Linked DNA regions of Anser cygnoides: region 2 is linked to region 1. A link is a contact called in public Hi-C data. All regions are on one chromosome and are shown on one strand. The core of a region is the stretch at or near the end of the contact, and the rest is flanking DNA. Distances in the headings are between cores, read along the strand shown.

The links. A called contact is a pair of places that touch in the nucleus more often than the background predicts.
Region 2: a Hi-C map of liver shows a contact between it and region 1, with 2.6 times the contacts expected there. The contact joins the enhancer-like site here to the promoter of RNASET2 in region 1. A contact is called at or near these places in 4 of 7 Hi-C or Micro-C datasets (granulosa cells and liver).

Annotation. Positions count from the first base shown.
Region 1 is chr3:47,065,298-47,069,400 of Taihu_goose_T2T_genome, reverse strand. It overlaps RNASET2 (ribonuclease T2), which reads right to left and starts at 2,633. Exons shown (of 11, transcript XM_013186780.3): 1 at 2,517-2,633; 2 at 2,170-2,393.
Region 2 is chr3:47,136,850-47,141,151 of Taihu_goose_T2T_genome, reverse strand. All of the region lies in intron 2 of RPS6KA2 (ribosomal protein S6 kinase A2), which reads right to left. Among named protein-coding and RNA genes, the nearest start is that of RPS6KA2, 27 kb to the right of the region's middle. Within about 2 kb of position 2,016, at least 2 of the 3 cell types and tissues checked have open chromatin away from gene starts, as enhancers often do.

The DNA of each region.
Region 1 (4,103 bases), core at 1,384-3,883:
CTGTGTGCTATGTCGTATATATACAAAAGTGATTAATAATGTAAAACTAAATTTTGATAAATAGCCAAAACAAAACCACTTCTGTCATATAAGATGTGTTATATTCACTTACTGTACACACACACACAAAAAAAAATCACAAGTAAGCAATTAACTGCAGGGTATTCAATCTCCTTAGGAGTTCTGCATTTAAAGTGAATTTGAGTCTCACCACATGAACAGCAGGAATTAATAAAGTGATATTGAGCTTTATAGACCTGTTTATGATTTCACCTACTGTTCTTTTCATTCGATAATCAAGCAAGCAAGACTAATCTTTCTGCATGATAAACCACCTAGCCAAGTTAAAACATTGAGAGACATAAGGAGTCTTCACATAAGATTCTGCCCTGCCTCCAAAATCACATTTCTTCAGACAGCTCAGAGTACCAAGTAAAGACAATAATGTTACACAGCATCATCAGAAAGGCTACACTGTAGAAGGGTCTGGGAGAAAAAACAAACATTTTCAGGAAGTAGATTGTGAAAGAAAAGCTAGCAAGCATTATGACACTTCTTTTGCAAACTGGTATGACTTAACAGGGCAGGCAGGCACAAAGAAATGGACTTTTTCCAGAGACAAAGTTGCAAAAAAGCATAAAGGCAATAATCTACTTTTTCATTTAAGCCCTTCATTTGGTCAAATAACAGCTTGATTGAGGGCTTCAGAAAACGCTGTTATCTGATCAATGGAATAATGTTTATTCTGCATATTGCTTTGCCCCCTGAAACTGGAGCATAAGGACAATAGGGACAGCAAATAGTTCTAACAGCCTCTAAACTTTTATATAAGGACATTTTCCACTGATAAGCAATACATGCTGAGGTTTTAGTTTGGAAGACCCTAGTGGAAACTAGGAAGAAAACAGTGGAGCTATGGTGACATCATCATGACAGACTAAGCAATTTACTTGAGTTCATCTTTTATCAGTCTGTGAAACTGATGGTGGGAGGGTAAAAGTGTCAGTCTCACCTGAAAAGCACCCAAAGGACACAGGCCTGAGGAAATACACATTCAAATTAAAACTGTATTAACAACTAAGATGTATGAATCGTGTTCATGTTTTAGTGGAAATTTACTTTTGTTTAGTAAATTACACCAGATTTCTAATTCCACACGTACAAGAAAAAAAAAAAAGGTGTATAATTTGGTGTGTAATTAGCATAAGATATGTTAATAAGAGGAAACATGAATTTTTTATTATGAAAGTTCATTATAAGAAGTCATAATATTCCAAAAGATTGTAATTAGGAGAACCTACTACTTAAAAATGAAACATGCACAGAAGCACAAAGTCACTACTTGAAACTTTAGTCTATTGACTCATTTTCCCTATAGATAAAAACCCAAGTAATAAGAACAGCTTCAGGATGATTCTTGGTTTACTGTGTCTGGATACTAATGCAGAGCACTACTGTGTGTGTTTGTAACTGTCAGGATGAGCCCACTTTCAGCTATACAAACATTGCTCAGTGCTGATGTCAAAATTACCTGCCCAGACTTAACAAGGACTTGGCAGAACTTGCTTTTGTAATAAATACTGACAGGATCTTTAACATGTTTACTACTGTTTAAATTCTAATACAGCACGTTGAAGAGACTGTTGACATAGCACATGCTTCTTTTGGATGTCAGCAATTAACTTTATTCTACTCCCTTACTTTCGTTTTGGCTTTTAACAACTAGCTTGACCAATAAAGGTCATGTAAAGTTTCCTGGTTTACATTTAGTTCAGGCATATAGACTCAGAGAACAGAAAAGAGGCTGCAGAAGAGCACTTAGGCATTTGTGAGAGGACTTACATCGCTAACAGCATAGTTCACAGGCTGCTTGATGTCGGCAGCAGTGGCTAGAGAGCACAGGGCAGCTCAAGCTACCTGGCAGCTAGCAGTGCAAAAAGGAGCACCCAGGTGTGGTGCCATCTCAAGCAGGGGAACACACGCTACCTCTGCCGCAACAAGTTAGACAGCCATGTTACTAAACCCTGTGTCAGAAGCACTAATTTATTTCTAGCAATGCTCTCAGGTCTAGCAGTTTTTACATTACCTCTCCTGGCTACCCCCTCTTTCCAAGTCTAACCTCTAAGTAACTAGAAAAGCACTTTAAAGATTTCCAAACGCAATACTCACGTCCACTGTCACTGCAGCTCTTTAGCAGAAATTTCTCGCCACGTCTCTCACAAAGCAGAGCTGGGGCAGGAGGGCTTTGGAAGGAGCCTGGGGCGAGCTCGGTGCTGCGCTCAGCAGCTCCGCTGACTTCCTGGGGAAGTCTCGAGCAAGGCTGCACGTGTGCTCTGCTCGCACATTAACCCGCACGCTGCTCCACTTCGGGCGCGGCGTTGGAACTTTTTTTCCTGTGGGGAAAAATAAAAAATAAAAAAATCACATTTTAATACAGAGACATTTCTGCAAAGAAGGCAGCACAGCCAACACCTCAGAGAGATGACTGCAAGTGACAAGAGGATACCAAAACTGACAAGTGTTCGTGTCCACCCCCTCCTCCACCTCCTCCTCCTGGCCCCGGAGGCTGAGGGCGGAGCGCACCCGGGCCGCCCGCCCCGGAGGAGGCCGAGGCCGAGGCCATGCCCGCCTCCCCGCCGGGGATCGAGCTTCCGCCCGCTATGGCCGGGAGTCACCGCCTGGCCTCCAGGCGGCCGAGGCAGGGCGCTGCTGGGCCGGGGTGTCCCGGGGAGGGGTCCTCAGGCCGTGCGAGGCCGCTGCGTGCCCTAAGTGTGCTCAAGCCGCGGGTGAGGGGAGCTAAGGGACGCTGGCACGTAGCTGTGCTTCCTCAAAATGCCGGGGGAGGCTGGAAACGCCGGCAGTCGGGTTTGGAAACAACGGGCCGCTTCCCAGGGAGAGGGAGCCCAAGGCAGCGATCACAAGGATCCCAGACAAGACTTGGCTGGCTTCTTTGCTGTGGCAAACCACACAGCAAACACCCGTCTCTCTGGTGATGCGTGAATCGTAAATGCCATGTGCGATCGTTAATGCCTATTGTGTACTTTTGAGCTACGGGGGATATGTCGCAACCGTCCTCCGTGAATACGCTTGAGAAATATGTGGGCAGATCTACTTCCACAAGCAAAACAGCAGTTGTTTTGAACAAAATAATTACAGTCTTTGTGGTAAAGTCTTTGTTTAAAGTTGCATTATTATTCACTGGTAACATATTCTAGTTATGTTTACACAGTAACAAGGAGGATGAGGCAAAACTAATCTTTGCCCACCTTTCCATGGAAACATGAAAATGTCATGCTGAATGGAGCCAGTGATCCATCTGCTGTTGTCCCTGATAGTGTCTGAGGTATCAGAAGTTTCAGAAACTTTGTTAAGAGTTAAAAATAATAAAGTTCTCCAGAGCCTTGTATTCATCATTGCTTCTTCTCCCGCTGTTGCTGAGGGCATCGCCGCTCCATCTGGTACAGAAATCTTCGTCACTGCCCATGTGGAGCCAGCAGACAAAGCACTGGGTTATTCTCTCAACCTCAGACTTTATATTTGCAGAGGATGGATGAAATGAGTGAGCTGTGCTGCATGTACAGTACAGCTTGCAAGGTTTTGTGCACCAATGCTGATCCTGTTCTGAGGCACAAGAGGGATTTACACTCTGAGGCTGCAAACTAACACTTTGCATTTTGGGTAAACTAAGCCCAAAGACAAGTTTCCCCTTTAAGGTGGTTTTAAAGAGAGGTTCAAAGCTGATCTGAAATTATGTAGGTATGTAAGTTATTAGAACAATGAAGCAACGCTTTTATGACACGGTATCATTACAAAATAGTGTATGTTAATGGAGGCTATTATTAAAATAAGTGTTTTGGCAAATACGAGAAAGGTAGACAAGGGAGAGCGACTTTGGGTAGATATCACCCTAAGAATTTCCATTTGATATTTGTCTGTGTACTGGAAACAAGAAAATTGTTAATAAATCAAAAATCTTAAATAAATTGTTGTATCAGATGCAAATGCTGATACCTTTAATGAAAAAGAAAGCCAGGTTCTATTTTCAGTGTTTTCAACCTTTTTATGTCATGAATATATGACTACAAATTGGTGGAGACTGAGGT
Region 2 (4,302 bases), core at 767-3,266, 72 kb before region 1:
AAACTGACCAGAGTTCCTCCTTTCACAGACCTAACAGATCAACCAAATACAGAGAATATTTAGAGCTGATGTGGGTTGAATAAAAATGATAGCAGATGTTTTTAATTATTTTTTAAAGTTAATGTTAGAAGAAACAGATCTGCTATATAAATTCCTGTCTAAGGTGAGCCGTTTACTTTCGTCCACTTGCACCTACTTGAAGCCCTGGCTTGAGCTGCCTGTCCTGGCTCCTTGTGCCAGCTATTTGACTGACAGCGTTTCCTAAACTACTGGCTAATGTGATTCACTGAACCACAGGCAGCACTTTCAGGTTAGCTCTTATCATGGTAGAAGTGTTTAAATTGGCATTCAAATAAATGAAACAAGAAAAGAGTGAAGAGCTACTCTAGTTTTCCCAATGCTGATCAGTTCTTAACTGACAAAATTGTGTGTTTTCTAAACAAGACAGACCTCTACTGTTGGATAAAGTTACTGCAAGCTCAACAACTACACTCAATTACCCCAGAACAATTTCATTGCTCTAGTTATAGGTTGCAGCTATGCACTGCGATTCAAGGCACTTGCAATTAAAGAGCAAGATAAATGCATATACCACACATACCAAAATGTGTCATTACAGCTCTGCTTTAGATTGGCCCAAACTGAGCTCTGTGACAGTTATTAATGCATGCCACCCAGAAAGGTACAGCAACCCAAACAGCATTCAAACCCTGACAGATTTAAACTGATCACTGTACCCAAGCTACCCAGTGCCAGCCCTCCACTGTACCAGTCGCCGTAGCTTGCAGCACTGCCATATCCCTGCAACTGCTTCCAGCACAGTCCTAGAGTTGGTGAGCTGTTTATTTTGTAAGTGAACAAGGAGCACTTCTCCTGCACCTTCCATTTAAATGGCAGACTAGTATTGAGAAAAAAAACAGAATGGATCTTTCCTTATCTATTATGCCAGAACAAGAGGGGAAATTTTTTATTTATATATATATATATATATATATATATATATATGCGCACTAAAATCCTGATCCTTAGAATAATTTAGGCTGGAAGCGACCTCTAGAGGTCACCTAGACTAACATCCTGAGCCAAGCAGAAACGACTCCCAGGTTAGACCGGGCTCTGACTGTATCCCGAAGTGGGATGATTATGGTCCGGGGAGCAGGATTTGGTAGATTTTAGAGGGGAGACTTCTTGTCTATTTGTTTTTCAAACTTATCTGGGATATGTCTGTGCAGAGAATTATGATGGAGTCCTGCTACAATAAAGTAAATAATTGTAGGTATATTTACTGTCCAGGAAGCACTCTGTTTTCTCCAGCACTTATACCACATGCAGTTCCTCAGTGTATAAGGATACACGATGCGTATCACACAAAGTAGTTTAAAACATGTACATACAAAACCTACTTGGGAACTCTGCTACAATCCATGCTATAGCTTAACTTCAAGGTCAGAAATAACTTAGTTGCCATACAGAAGTTTCACCCTGCTTTAGTGGTTTGTTTCAGCTCCCCAGGACCTGCTCTCCTATGTCGAGGACATAGGACATCCCAGCAAGCACTAACCAAAAGGCACAGAGCCACATTACTCTCAGTAGCACAAGCATCGTATCAATACCCAAAGGGCGACAATAACATGACTGAGGCACTGCCATCACTAGAAGACACTAGGGGGATGGCTGCCTGTCTAGTATGATGTGGAAGCGTGTCTTTGATCACCATAACCCCACCATCCAGAGAAGGAAGTCACCACAAGCAGCAAGACACCACGCTTCCCAAAACATCAGGCTCCTGAGGACGCACCGCTCACTACAGCGGCACTTCTGCCAGCGGCCAGAAAGAGGAGCGAAGGCACACGCGAGCTGCCTGATGTCTGAACTGATAAATTCTCAGGCACCAAAGGCGTTGTGACATCTTAAAATTAAAGGAAGTTTTACTGAACTCGATAGGAGGAGCTTCAGAAGCCGACGGTGAGGCTGTGCAGCTACAGTGCAGCTTGAGTTGAGCCGCGCTAGATGTCAGTGTTGCCTGCAGGATGGCACGGCTGAAGCCAGCCAAGCACACGCTGAAGATGGGGATCTAGGAAGTGCTGCACAGTGTTTCCCTGTCATACAAATGGTGTGTTTGCACAGCACTGACAAAAATAAAACCTGCTTTTTGCTCTCACGGACACGTGCTGAGGAATAGCACGCTTTGTCCTTAAAGTGCATTCTCCCTGAGACCCGATCTAGTCTCATAACTAGATGAAAGCAAGACTTAAACCCAAGTCAGTGTGTGGCTGCAAAAAAGCACAGTCCAGTTTCTGTAGGAAAATGAAGCTGGCACACTTACATACTTATTTTTGGGGAACAACATTCCCAGAAAGAACAATAAATCAGATGTTCACCAAGAAGCAGAGCTGGCAAAGCCTGGTTTTGCACAGATTGATGGCTGCTGTCCCTCAGACTCCTGTCTGCCCCTTCCCCTGTTTGGGCAAGGACAGAAGCAGGCCAGGAAGCCTGCCTGCTAACTCAGATAGCCCTTCTGCTGTTTCTTCCCTTGGAAGGGCGCCATTCTCAGTCTCATCTCTACTCAGCTGCCGACTTAGCCAAAACTTCTGAGAACACCGATCCATCCAAGGTGTGACCCCCTTTTTCAGGTCTGACTGAAGCTGGCCCCAATTACTGTTGGGGCTGCATTATCAGTGCAATCCTAAGCATTGTGTTGTCTCCCTAGGAACATGCTGAAGGCTTATGAAGTGAAAACTTAGTGTTTAACACAGATTAAATTCAGAATCTATCAACTACAGCATCCTTCAACAACGAACTGCTGCATAATTGCTTGCTCACAGGCCATGCCATCTCAGCGTACGGGAGCTTCCAGTACAAGTCTGTAAATGAGAATTATTTTTGTCCCCATGGCAACAGACCACATATGGTCACACTGCAGTCAGAAGACGCGTCTGCCATTTATTTGCTTGCTTCAGCCTAGCTAGTCCAGCACAATATAACAACGGAGCCAAAACAGTATGGGTTAGGCTTTTCAGACATTATGTGCTTGGCAGCTAAAGCTCATGCTGCCGTCCCCTAGCTGGTACTGAACCTCCTGGTACTGAACCTACCATCCCACAAATGCAGAGACACTACAGCCAGCTACACAGCAGCACCTGGTAAGAGAGGCACGTTGTGTTCTCCGAAATTATTTTGGCACTCATTGTTCAAAAGTGTGCTATATTAAATCAACTTTAAGAGATACTGGGCATAGATCATATCCTGTCCCTGACACTCCAGCAAAATCACCTGAAATATTTATAATACAGGCACAGGACTGAATAGGCAACACTTTCCACACCACAGATGGAGGTATCCAACAGGTTTATTGGTTCAATGGTTCAACTGGCCTTTTCTTTTTTCCCCCTATGGATGCTTCCAGGTTTTGTGTTTTGCTAAAATACTCATTGGTTTTACTAAGAACATGTCTGAATCTGTCTCATCAGCCTTACATTAAAAAAAATAAATCTATTTTGTTTTATGGAAAAGTCCCATATACCAATCATAACAGGAAATCATAGCCCTGTGAAATTGTTACATCACAGCAACACATGATGAAAGTGGTTTTAAATCCAGTATCTCCCATGAGCACAGAAACCTCTGAGTCCCAGATTACTTTCACATTTAAGCTGCCTCAGAGTTATTCTTCAAATTAGCCAGAAAACAAGAACAAAGAATAACCAAAACAGATGCTTTAATACCATTGTATGCAGTTGGCACCATTTTCAGTCATTGAATACTTACACTAATTTGAACAGGCTGAACAGCATAGTGTCTCTTGCAGCAGAGAGCACTCAGCCCCTGAAATACACTCATCTGGGGAGTGAGTTATGCCCTTTCTTCATACAGAGAAGAAAGCTGATCCTGACTTCTTACATCCCTTTTTTTTTTTAATGACTATTAGAGAAGTCACAGAGGAAGCTCTCCTGCTTCCGCTTTAACAAATTTAGTCCAGTATTTATTTTGCAGTATGAGATCAAAATATCTCAGAAACAAGAAGAAACAATTAAGTTGTTTCAGTCTTGAAGATCTGTTTATGACAATAACTTTGCATATGCAATGCACAGAGAGACTTGGATGCCCAGATCAGTTACCTGACTCTGTAGTACTCCTCCCAAATCTTGATTTCTTCTAACCTCATAAGGACAATTATTTTTGATCTGATGGGAAGAAAGATTTTTCCTCAAATCTACCTGTAAAGCCCTAGGCTCTCAGGCAGGACTGTTGTCTTCAGACAGAGGACAGCAGTATCTCTCCCTTTAAGCTGCAGAACAGTGT